4 separate regions of the Gossypium hirsutum genome follow, and regions 2, 3 and 4 are each linked to region 1. The links are chromatin contacts, called in public Hi-C maps. All regions are on one chromosome and are shown on one strand. The core of a region is the stretch at or near the end of the contact, and the rest is flanking DNA. Distances in the headings are between cores, read along the strand shown. Region 1 holds the start of LOC121220718. Region 2 holds the start of LOC107909560 (zinc finger protein GIS3). Region 3 holds the start of LOC107948241. Region 4 holds the start of LOC121220737 (pentatricopeptide repeat-containing protein At2g13600).

Region 1 (3,089 bases), core at 466-2,965:
ATAAGAAAAATTTAATATTAAAAAACATTAATTTATCATATTTTAAAATGGCGAGAAAAGTAAAAATAACAATTTAATCACTATAGTACTTTTGGAATGCTAATTTTTCTTAGAAAGGAAGAATGCTGCAGTTTTTTTGTCACCTTAGCCATCATTTTTTAAAGTTCAAGTTTACTATGGTTTAAAAATTGAACTCTTTCTGGAAAATAGAAACAGAAATAAAAAAAAATTTAAAAAAAAAGGTTGGTATTTACATATCAGATCCGGTATTGAACAGTGAGGTTGTATGATGCTTGCAAGTGGTGAAGGTGACAAGGATGGCCAGGCCGAGGATAGGTCTACCAAAAAGGTGTGTCTTAAGGACGAGGGTTTAGATCCGGAGTCGTCGATTGTAGAGGAACCGGTCTCTGCACCGGTATTGTCCTGAAAAGACAAGCTGTTAGGAGGACCCTCTACCTTGGGGGAGTTGACTGGAACATCAGAAATAAAGATGAGGATGGAATCTTCTCTGGAATTTGCTGAAGGAGACATAAAAAAATCGTCCGTTAATGAAATTCCTTCTATTGTTTTTTTTCTGAAAGGATCAATCAAATACTTATTAATGATATGGCTATGACGGTTGTGATAAAACTGCTTGACCGGAATATCGGCTTTCTTTCACTGCAAGACAAGATTTCAAACTTATGGAGACCCTCGATGTCTTTTCACCTAATGGATATAGAAAACGGTTATTTTCTGGTTAAATTTCATAGCAAAGAAGATTATGATAAAGTTTTATCTCAAGGGCCATGGATTGTTTTTGGACAGTACTTAACAGTTCAATCCTGGTTCAAGGATTTTGATCCTGCAAGACCTTACCCGAGTTTGGTCAAATCTTGGATTCGGCTTCCTAGTCTGTCGGGTCATTTGTACAATTGAAAAATCCTCTAGGAGATTGGAGAACTGATAGGAAAGGTTGTTATGTTGGACTTCAACACAGACAGTAGGGCCAGAGGCAAATTTGCTCGCATGTCGGTTTTCATTAATCTTGACAAACCCCTGGATTCCCAAATTCTAATAAATGGTGTTCCTCAAAGGATTCAATACGAATCTCTGTCGATTGTTTGCTTTGCCTACGGTAGATACGACCATGGAAAAGACTTTGTGTCCTCCTACTAAAACTGATACGGTGAAAGAGGGTGAACAGATTGTTGCAACTGGAAATGGGAATAATGCTATAGTGTTAGAGACGGTCGGCGGTGAGACTGAATCGGCGAACTTTGGCCCTTGGATTCTTGTTGAGAAAAAATCAAGGCGGAATCCTAGGGGAAATAGGGGATTTGGGGCTGAAATCAAGGGAAATAATTTCTTCGAATCTCGTTACATTATTCTGAATTATGCAAATCAGAAGGGTTGTGGTTTTGAAGGGATTTTAAAGGAAACAAATGGACATGAAATGGAAATGCTGGATAATAATAAGAGGGGCTGCTTTGCAGGCCTCTAAATGGGAAATGGCCCACTCCTTTTCTATCAAGACTTTAGCCAACTTGGGGCTTGGGTCGTCTAAAGGCCATTTTAATGGTCATTCTCTTAATTGTGATGGGCATGGTTTGCTATCTGAGGCCCAAGTAAAAATACCCATGCAGTCGATTGGGTCGAAGATTACTTCTACTCCAGGCTCGATTAAGATCCTTGGGGACCATATGGACAGCATAAAAAATGTGGGCTTGGAGAATCCGAAATTTCCAATGGAGGATCGTTTGTTGCTTTCCCAAAATCCACCGATTCAGACTTTGTCCAATGGAGAAAAACCCCCAACGACAACCACTGATAATTTTAATGATTTTTTTTTTAATTCTGTTATTCCTAATGCAAGCTCATCTCACTTTAATCCCACTTTTGAAGGTACAATTGAATTGCAAGTGGGAGTCAAAGAAGGGTTGCTTGATACAGGGAGCCATAGTGTTGTAACTTTTAAAGGAAATGGCTCTCATAACACAACCAAATCAAATTATGGGAACGATGCCGTTTCTGTGGGGAGACCTTCTTCGTTTCCAGTTGGTGGTAACAGTGGAAGAAAAGTGGATGATAGTCGACGTGGGAAGAAATTAAATAAAATCTTTCGCGATCCAGGGAGGAATTTTAAAGTGTCCAGCTCTTCGCAGGTTCCCTTAACTAAGTCGGTCAACTCTATGGTTGACTTAATATCGGCACAGCTAGTATCTGAGACTGGTAAGGAGCAGCCGAGGGTTCTTTTGGAAGTCTCGGTTACGATGGAACAGGACAAGTAGTAAGTTTTCTTTTTTATTTATTTTCCAATATTTTTGCTAATGGATTTAAATATTACTATTATGTCATGGAATTGCCAAAGATGTGTAGGGATTAATTTTTCTCGTGTTTTTAAAGAGTATAACTTGGAATACAAGCCTAACATTATGAGTTTATTAGAACTCAGAATTAGTGGTTTTAAAGCTGACGCTGTTATTGCTAAATTAGGCCTTCAAAATTCTCATCGTGTAGAAGCAGTGGGGTTTTCTCGGGTTATATGGATTGGTTGGAAAGATTATATAAAATTTGAGGTTGTTAAGAATAATACTCAATTTATTTTGACTCGTGCTCTCAGTAACAGTCTATCTGAAGGTGTCTTTATTACTTTTGTTTATGGAAACTTGAACAGAATGAAACAAAAATTCCTTTGGAAAAGATCGTAAGAGGTTCCCTACTGGGCCGGTCCCTTGGATGGCTATAGGGGATTTCAATGCCATTCTTTCTGGAAGTGATAAGGTTGGAGGTCGCTTGAATGGTAAACATTGTTCTCTTTTTGGAGATTCTGTGGACTCTTTGGCTTTGCAGGATTTTGGCTTCAAGGGCCCTACATTTACTTGGCAAAGAGGTAGGGTCTTTGAAAGGCTTGATCAAGCCATTGGTAATGATGAGTGGATCAAAGCTTTTCCTTAATTGTATGGTCTCCCATCTTCCCAGAATCAAGTCAAATCATCATCCCATTTTTTTCTTGCTTAAACCGTAGCCTTCGAACTTCGCAGGACGTACGTTTTGATTTCTGGCAAGTTGGACCGGACACAAATACTTTTCTGATTTTATTTAAAAAA
Region 2 (2,776 bases), core at 39-2,538, 310 kb after region 1:
TGCATGAGTGTATTGACACTTTTAAAAGTTTGGGGTTGTGTGGAAGAGAAGTTCTATATCTATGTCATCCATGAATAGTTAGATTATCGATATATCGCCATTACCATACGTTTAAAACTTGAAATTCAAGGTTTTTTTCCCCACCTTTTTTTTCCTTTCTGTGTGTGTGGGGTAATTTTGGGAAACACAGCTAAGTGGTGCTATATATATATGCATGCATGGATTTACATGTTAGATTTAGTTTGACTTTTTAGAGAGAAATGAGGGGCGAGAGTGGTGGTGGGTGGCGGTGTCGGCTCCTGAGATTGAGCTGAAGTGAAGCGCGGGAGAGAGAGAGAGAGAGAGAGAGAGAGAGAGAAAGAGAAGGCATTTTTGGTAGCAGAGAGATTTGCCAGGGAATTAAAGACTTAAGAGATGGGCATCACGGCGTTTCATTGGAGACAGTTCCACTAACATTACTGTTTTCTTAATTAATTAATCTACTTGATAAATAAAGAAAGAAAGAAAGAATAAATTCATGGTGATTACCAAAAAAAGGTCCCCAGTTTTCCAACATGTGTCATCATCTCGAATGGAATCTTTTTATTAGTACACTCATTTTGTTTGTTAGTAAATTTAGTTAATTAAAAACCATACCCTGTTGATGCCCACCATGAACAGGGATCTAGCTACCTATAGAGTCTACATAGACCTCACTTCACTTCAGATTACCCTCACCGGCTCCTTGGAATTGTACGTGTCGTGTAAGAACATTATTTAGAAATCTGTCATTAACCCAACCAATGTATGAAAACAACTTTTTTAGCTTCTCATTGGCCATTCAAACCTTTTCCATCTACAGCATAGTGGTCCAGATCACTCCCCCTTACCTCCTATCTGTTTTCTAACCTAATTGCTTCACGTTCTCTACAAAAGTTCCCATTATATTAAGAACCTCCCACAATTGCTTTTTGGATACCCATTTTCTCTCAAATGATGCTCCTTATTTAAAATAAATAAATAAACATGGACCAATTCAATCATTTTTATTCTTGTATGTATAAATATAAACAAGCTTTAAAAAACCCCAAAAAGAAAATAAATGCAACGCAATGCATTGATGAAGTAACAGTATCAAATTAGAGAAATAGGTACACTAAGCGAAGACAAGGCTTGGGTGAGGGTCCCAAGTCAAGTGTTCTCGGGTCTTGTCGTGTTCCCTAATACTCTCTTTTCTTTTTCCCCCTTGGGATATCCGAAATCTTTCTCTTTCATCCTAAGTTGTACTGTTCATGTTCTACAAATCCTTTTTTTTTTATCATGTATATATACCCCCACACATGCAACTCTTCCCCTTACATTACATTACATTGAACAACTAAACTATTCTTCTTCATTTCTCTTTCTATTTTTCTCTAGTTAACATGGCAGAGTTAGAATACCAAGCTAATACCAAAACCAACAGCGCCACTACTGCACGTCTAAAGCTCTTCGGCTTCAACGTCTCGGAAGATGATGATGTTTTGGAATCCAGAACCACCAAAGATCCATCATCAGGGTCTTCAGAGCCAGGTGGCTTCCCTGCTCCTGGTGACCGCAAATACGAGTGTCAGTATTGTTGCCGTGAGTTTGCCAACTCTCAAGCTTTAGGAGGTCACCAGAACGCTCATAAGAAGGAAAGGCAACAGCTCAAGCGTGCTCAACTTCAAGCCACTCGAAGCGCCGCGGTTTCGTTTGCTAGGAACCCTATCATCTCTGCTTTTGCTCCTCCACCGCATCTCTTAGCGTCGGCTACACCCGTCGTGGTGCCAGCTGCGGCGGGACCGTCTTGGGTTTACTTGCCACGAGGAGGGCCACCTCCTTTCCACGTCTCACATGGCTGTGTGATTCCAAGCGCTGGTGGTGGAGGAGGAGGTGGTGGAGTGGGGAGGGGGCCAGCGGGGGTACCTTATGGTGGTGGTGGTGGTGGTGGTGGTTTGGGGGATCTGGGCGTAAGCGTTGGCCCCCAAGTGATGCAAGGTGGGGGCCACCATGGACGGGGTGTTGATGGACCCTCGTTGCGTAGGTTTTCAAAGGGAGATGGTGGCCCCAGTTTTGATGATGCATTGGGCTTAGATTTGCACCTTAGTCTTGCTCCAGCCAGGCCTTGACTCGGTCTTTAGTGTTTGGGATCTTTGTACATTTTCAAACAATTTTATTTTTTTATTTATTTTTATCAGGGAAATTATTTGTTTCACTTGCACAAAACTTTTTTTCCCCTTTTTTAAAGTTATATAATCACTTAACTTTCCTCACCAATTTTAATTTTGTATATTAAGATCTAAATTTAGAATAAAAACTTCATGTATGTAACTCAATTTTCCTCACCAATATGAATTATCTTAAACATCTAAATTTAGAACCAAAACTTTCATGCATATGAGTTAATAGCTTCTTCCCTACTATTATTCTATGTAGCTAAATAAATTAAAAGCTGAAATTCTAGCATCCAAAAATAGGAGCCTAAATAATTAAAAAGGATGGAAACAGTGAGGCACATTTGACATTAGACAAATTTTGTGTCCGTACCTTACAATATATATGCAATTAATGTGGTTTATCAAATGAAACGCACCCTACAGCTTCACTGGTTGGTTGGTCATTGATGAGTAATGTCGAAAGGTAACACCACAATTTGTCTCTTCCAGCTCCCCGCAAGGAAGCTTATGTGTTAATTTTACGCTATTTACAGAGAATCTGCGTCTGCTAACTTGGTGAGGTGGGGGAAAATGGGGACTTAAATTGGAGACATAATCAC
Region 3 (2,924 bases), core at 325-2,824, 440 kb after region 1:
TTTCTTTTTCTTTTTTTTTTTTAGATTTGTAAATTCATGTATAAGGATTAAATTGATCTAATCTTTGTAATAGAAATACTTAACAGGGAATTTTACCCATATCAAACTCATGAATTCCGGCGACAATATTGCTCCCAATTTTATTTCCTTCTTTTCAGATTCCCAATCCCATCTGCATTCTTTTATTCCTACAATATATCAAAATCCATGGATATGATTTATGGGTATGGAGAAGGAAAGTCTGAGACGTTGAATGATCCCAAGTCTAATTTGATGAATCTGACAAATAATAAGGTTTGAACAAAAAATCTCGATTTACGTAATTAATTTTAATTTTATGATAGTGAAAAATATTTTAAAATTTTAAAGAGATAATTATGAAACAAATAATTAAAATAAATAATTATTGTATATTTGTTGTAATTATAGAGAGTTTGGTTGAATTGAAAAATCAACGTATGTGAAGGTTGAAAATTTAGGTTTGACAAAGATTTGAATGTTGATAAATTAAAATAAGAAAAAACATTTAATATCTAAATAATTTAATTTATGAAAAAACATTTAAAATAAGAAAATAATTTAATTTATGAATAATAGTTAACGTTTGATAAATTATTAGAAATCCATAAAAATCAAAATAAAAAAAGTTTAAATATTATCACATATTAAATAGAACACGTGTCATCTTTTAACAATATATCAATCTGAAGCCCAGCATTTGGATACAAGGGGGGGAGAGAGAGAGAGAGAGAGCGAGAGAAGAAGAAGAAGCAAAATTTTGGTTTTAAGAAAGAAATGCGTTTAAGAAGAGATTTAAACGCCTCACCCAAATAATATGATTACTCAGGGATGGTCTGAAGCATGGGACGCCAAGCCTTCCTCAACACCATCCTATGCCTAAACCCAATCCACCCTGCCCGTGCCGATCCCGCTTCACCTCCCAACCCATTCACACCGCCAAGTTTCGTCGCCACTTGAACGTCGCCCTTCCCGCCAAATTCCTCCTTCACCACTTTTCCTTGGTCCTCCTCGTATCCTCCTCCTGATGATACGAATAAATCCTTCAAAGTGCGACCACTTAAATCCTTGTCGCCCTTCTTTTTCTCACCTGAAATGCCGAAGAAACTCTGTGGATACACCATTTCCCGGCAACTTGACGATTTGCGACTACCGCTTCTGGTAAGAAGCGTTCGGAGTGTGGTTTTAGGGCGGCGGAAGTTGAGGAGGGGGCTCGTCCTTGGACTTCGTGTTGGGCTTTGGGTGACGCCGCATTGTGTCGCCAATAGCTTGAATTTCTGCAGCGTCGTCATATTGGTTTCAGGTTGGGTCTGTGTTGAAGGGTTATATGGGGAAATTTTAAGTGAAGTGATTGGGAGGGTTTGGAATTTGAAACTTTGGCAGCAGAAGGATGGATTGAGATTTTGGGGGGGGGGGTATTGGTTGCTTGAAAGCAAAAGAAAGGAATCTATGTTGGAGACTTTTGCATGCTTTTTCTTTATTAATTTTCAAAAGGGAAGTCTTTGAATAGAATTTTCTTTTCTCTTGGAAGAGGTGAAAAGGTAGGACCCAAGAGCCAGCCCAGAGGCTGCATTTTCCAAGAAAATTCTAAATTTATACCCACTTTGGTCTTTCGATGATGACTGGAAACCATTTATCATTTTTTATATATTTATTTAACAAATTTATATTAATTAATATAATATCTACTTGAAATGAAACATTTTAGTATAATGAATCCAGATCTCATATTTTTTTCTACATTTAAAACATACAATTTTTTTTTTCTAAATGAAATGCTAATTTCATCTTAAATTGTGATTCAATTCAATTTAAGTATTAATATTTATATTAAATTAAAATTATAAGGATACTATAAAAGTAATCATTTTAGCTCTCTATTAAAATTATTCGACTCTTTTAGCCATTAACCTTGTATTTGTCAAATCATCGCAAAAATGAATAGCAAAATATAATGTTTATTAACTTTATTAACATGACATGCACATGAACTGCCATGTGGATGCCGCCATGTCAGCAATTAATTATTTTTTAATATTTTAAAATTTTAAAAATTAATTGCTAATGTGGCATACATGTAAATGTCATGTTAGCAAAGTTAACAGATGTTAACTTTTCCATCTATTTTGGAGTGATTTAATAAACAATACAAATTTAAGGATTAAAAGAGACGAAAAATTAAATGGATGGCTAAAATGACCCTTTTTTTTATGAATTTTTATAATTTTTAAATTATTTACATGACATACGAAGAGTTTTTATTATTCTAAATGTGACCTACATTTAAGTCAGTGTTAATTATAATTGTTATTTAGGTTTTACATAACCCTGTCATTGTAATTAAAAAAACATATTTTATAATATTAGGAAATAGTGATTCAATCTCTTCCCTAACCAAAGCATGAAACTCTATTGTCATAAAATGAGAGGCACGTGAATCGGGCATTTCATCTCCTTTTCCACCGCACATCTCCTTTCTAGAAAGAATAGAATCACGTGTCACCCCTTCGAGGCACCAAAAACAACACCGTCCACTCCTACTTACATTTTCTTAATTTCTACCTTAAAATCATACATTATATTTTTTGAAAATTATAAATCTAGTGTAACTTTTTTTTTACTTTTCAAATTTTAAAATTTAAGTTAAATATTAAAACGGTTATTTTTTTTGTTAAATTTAAGTTGATTACAAAATTATTATTTTTTAATCACATGACTATTAAGTAAGTATTTTTTTTATTTCAAAAATATCATAACAATAAATTTAATAAAAAATTTAAACAACATTAACAATTAGATCTGAATTTTGAAATTTAAAAAATAGAGATTAAATTTCAGTACAGGGATTGAATTCTTAATTTTCAAAAAGTATAATGAGCTATAGCATATTTGAATCTAATTTCTAT
Region 4 (2,910 bases), core at 59-2,558, 340 kb after region 1:
CGATTTATAAAATCGAGGTCTCAATTCCTCATTTTTGAAACCAATTATTTCTAAAGCACAAATCACTAATTCTTAACTTTCCTAAATTCACAATTAACTCATAAACACTAAATAGTAATATTTACGAGCTCACTTATCGGATTTTAGTGGTCTCAAACCACTGCTTCCAATACCACTGAAAATTGAGCTGTTACAAATATACTAATTTAATATATCGGTTTAAGGTTAAGTAATCGGTTTCAGTAATAGTTATATAATATATTATTATATTATCATTAATGTTTAATTTTATAGATTTTAATAATTATTAATTTTATATATTTATTATACATGTATAATTATAATATTAAAAATATTTTATGTTAAATTAATAAAAAATTATTCTACTTTATAATTTAACATAAAAATTATTATTAATTAATTTTTCCCGTTAATCATATTTCGATATTAAATATGCAATGTTTATAAATACATTTAAAAAAATTCATTTATTTATATTTTAAATAATATCATAAAATTATATTCATTATTAATGTTTATTATGGTTGTTGGTTTATAAAATCAGACTTTTTCAAGCTTTGAATTGAATTTATCTTGAGCTCGGATCTATTACGGGTTCAAAATTTATTAAATTCAGATGGTTTCAAGTTAAGATTAGACCTTTTAATGGGTCAGGCTAAGTAACCCGCCCGAAATGTGAAAGTGTTTGGGTAAAAATATAGGCCTGAAAAATGGACTTGGACAAAAAAATAAAACTGGCTTAAAAAAATGGGTTGAGCCTCGAGTAAGGTGTTTTTTGTTCCGCCAAGCCCAATCCGACCTAAATTCACTAAAGGATAAAAAAATATTTTTTTTTTGTTTTTTTAATTTTTTTTGTTGTTTTCTCCCTATTTTGCTACCATTTACTATTATGTTGCTACTATTTTGTTGTTGTTTGGATATTGTATAAAACTTGTTTTATTGTTAATTTTGTTATTATTTTAGATGTATTTGCTTGTTAAGTTGCATTTATCTTAATGTTATTTAAATATACATATTTTTTAAAATTTATTTTCAATTTTTTGGAAAATATTTATTTTGATTTTTTTAGTATTTTGATATATTATATATATTTAAAAATTATATAAAAAATTAATACGGGTGAGTCGAACTGAACTCAAATTTTAGCCTTTTTATTCGGGTGAGTTTAAGCAAAATTTCAAGCCTACTTTTCTGGTCGGACATGAATTTAAATTTTTAGTTAAACTTAATTGGAGCCCAGTTAAAACCCGACTAAACCCCTAAACCCCTCTGGTTAAGATGGGTAGGAACGGGATTACGAGCTTGGCATGTTTTGTGAGCTCTGAAGCCCAACAACAGGTAGAATTTCTACCCAAAAAAGAAACTTACACTGTTTAATCACATTTCAAAGGTCACTGCTGCTCAGGTATTAGAATCCGGCTTTCCACTTACTTCACGTCTCGTTGTCGGAGAGTTGACTCGTTAATGTCATTGAAATCTTTTCCATAACTAGAGATTTTGAAAAAAAAAAAAAAACTGTTGGCATCACTTCTATTTTCCTCCCATTACTAAGTTAGAAGCATCTCAGTTTGCAGCCAAATGCTAAGGGAGATGCAAAAACCGTAGCAAAAGAGCAATGCCCACCAACTTTGTTTCTTCCAGGATAATGGAATGGCAAAACTTAGATTGCAAAAACAAATTGTGGGTGATCTTTCACTGCCCGACTCTTCTCCTTTTGCTAAGCTTTTGGGTTCCTACATCCAATCCAAGTCTCTCCTTGATATACGTCGGTTACATGTTCGGATTATCAAATCTAATTTTGCCTCTGAGACTTTTATCCTGAACAGGCTAATCGATGCCTACGGCAGATGTGGCTCCTTGGAGGATGCCGGGAAGGTGTTTAACAGAATGCCTCAAAGAAATATTTTTTCTTGGAACTCGGTCATATCTGTATTGACGAAATTGGGTTACGTTGATGAGGCAGCAGGGTTTTTTGATTCCATGCCTGAGCATGATCAGTGCTCTTGGAATTCAATCATTTCAGGGTTAGCTCAGCAAGATAGGTTCGGAGAGGCTCTTCACTATTTTGTTAGGATGCATAGAGAGGACTTTGTGCTTAACGAATACTCGTTTGGTAGTGCTCTTAGCGCTTGTTCTGGGTTGAAAAACATTAAAATCGGTGCTCAAATCCATGCTTTAATCGCAAAAACTAGGTTCTTTTCCAATGTTTATATGGGCTCGGCTCTTGTTGATATGTATGGAAAATGTGGGAGTGTCAGCTGCGGCCAGAGAGCTTTCGATGATATGAGTGAGAGGAATAGAGTCTCTTGGAATAGTTTGATCACTTGTTATGAGCAAAATGGTCCAGCTAGTGCAGCTCTTCAGGTTTTCTTGAGGATGATGGATTGTGGAATTGAACCAGATGAACTCACATATGCCAGTGTGGTTAGTGCTTGCGCTAGCTTGTCGGCAATCAAGGAAGGCAAGCAGATTCATGCTCGTGTTGTGAAGTGCAATAAGTTGAGGGATGATCTTGTCCTGGGAAATGCATTGGTTGATATGTATGCAAAATGCAATAAAATCAATGAAGCTAGATGTATTTTTGATAGAATGCCAGTTAGGAATGTAGTGTCTGAAACCTCAATGGTAAGTGGGTATGCGAAGGTAGCCAGTGTGAGAACTGCGAGATTAATGTTTGCAAAGATGATGGAGAGGAACATAGTGTCTTGGAATGCGCTAATTGCTGGGTATACACAAAATGGGGAGAATGAAGAGGCTCTTAGACTTTTTCGACTCTTAAAGAGAGAATCTGTTTGCCCAACTCATTACACGTTTGGCAATCTACTGAATGCCTGTGCTAATCTCACTGATTTGCAGCTTGGAAGGCAGGCTCACACACATGTTTTGAAG

Evidence for each region. A called contact is a pair of places that touch in the nucleus more often than the background predicts.
Region 2: a Hi-C map of leaf shows a contact between it and region 1, with 2.8 times the contacts expected there. The contact joins the promoter of LOC107909560 here to the promoter of LOC121220718 in region 1. A contact is called at or near these places in 13 of 34 Hi-C or Micro-C datasets (anther, callus, cotyledon and 2 more).
Region 3: a contact with region 1 is called in a Hi-C map of leaf, with 1.9 times the contacts expected there. The contact joins the promoter of LOC107948241 here to the promoter of LOC121220718 in region 1. A contact is called at or near these places in 2 of 34 Hi-C or Micro-C datasets (both in leaf).
Region 4: a Hi-C map of leaf shows a contact between it and region 1, with 3 times the contacts expected there. The contact joins the promoter of LOC121220737 here to the promoter of LOC121220718 in region 1. A contact is called at or near these places in 4 of 34 Hi-C or Micro-C datasets (hypocotyl and leaf).

Annotation. Positions count from the first base shown.
Region 1 is chrA03:102,990,612-102,993,700 of Gossypium_hirsutum_v2.1, forward strand. LOC121220718 reads left to right here and starts at 1,716. Exons shown (of 2, transcript XM_041100140.1): 1 at 1,716-2,269. The coding sequence starts at 1,728.
Region 2 is chrA03:103,299,952-103,302,727 of Gossypium_hirsutum_v2.1, forward strand. It overlaps LOC107909560 (zinc finger protein GIS3), which reads left to right and starts at 1,289. Exons shown (of 1, transcript XM_016837143.2): 1 at 1,289-2,365. The coding sequence starts at 1,404. The coding sequence ends at 2,129.
Region 3 is chrA03:103,432,187-103,435,110 of Gossypium_hirsutum_v2.1, forward strand. It overlaps LOC107948241, which reads right to left and starts at 1,575. Exons shown (of 2, transcript XM_016882719.2): 1 at 827-1,575; 2 at 1-188. The coding sequence starts at 1,310. The coding sequence ends at 840.
Region 4 is chrA03:103,332,239-103,335,148 of Gossypium_hirsutum_v2.1, forward strand. It overlaps LOC121220737 (pentatricopeptide repeat-containing protein At2g13600), which reads left to right and starts at 1,309. Exons shown (of 1, transcript XM_041100175.1): 1 at 1,309-2,910. The coding sequence starts at 1,672.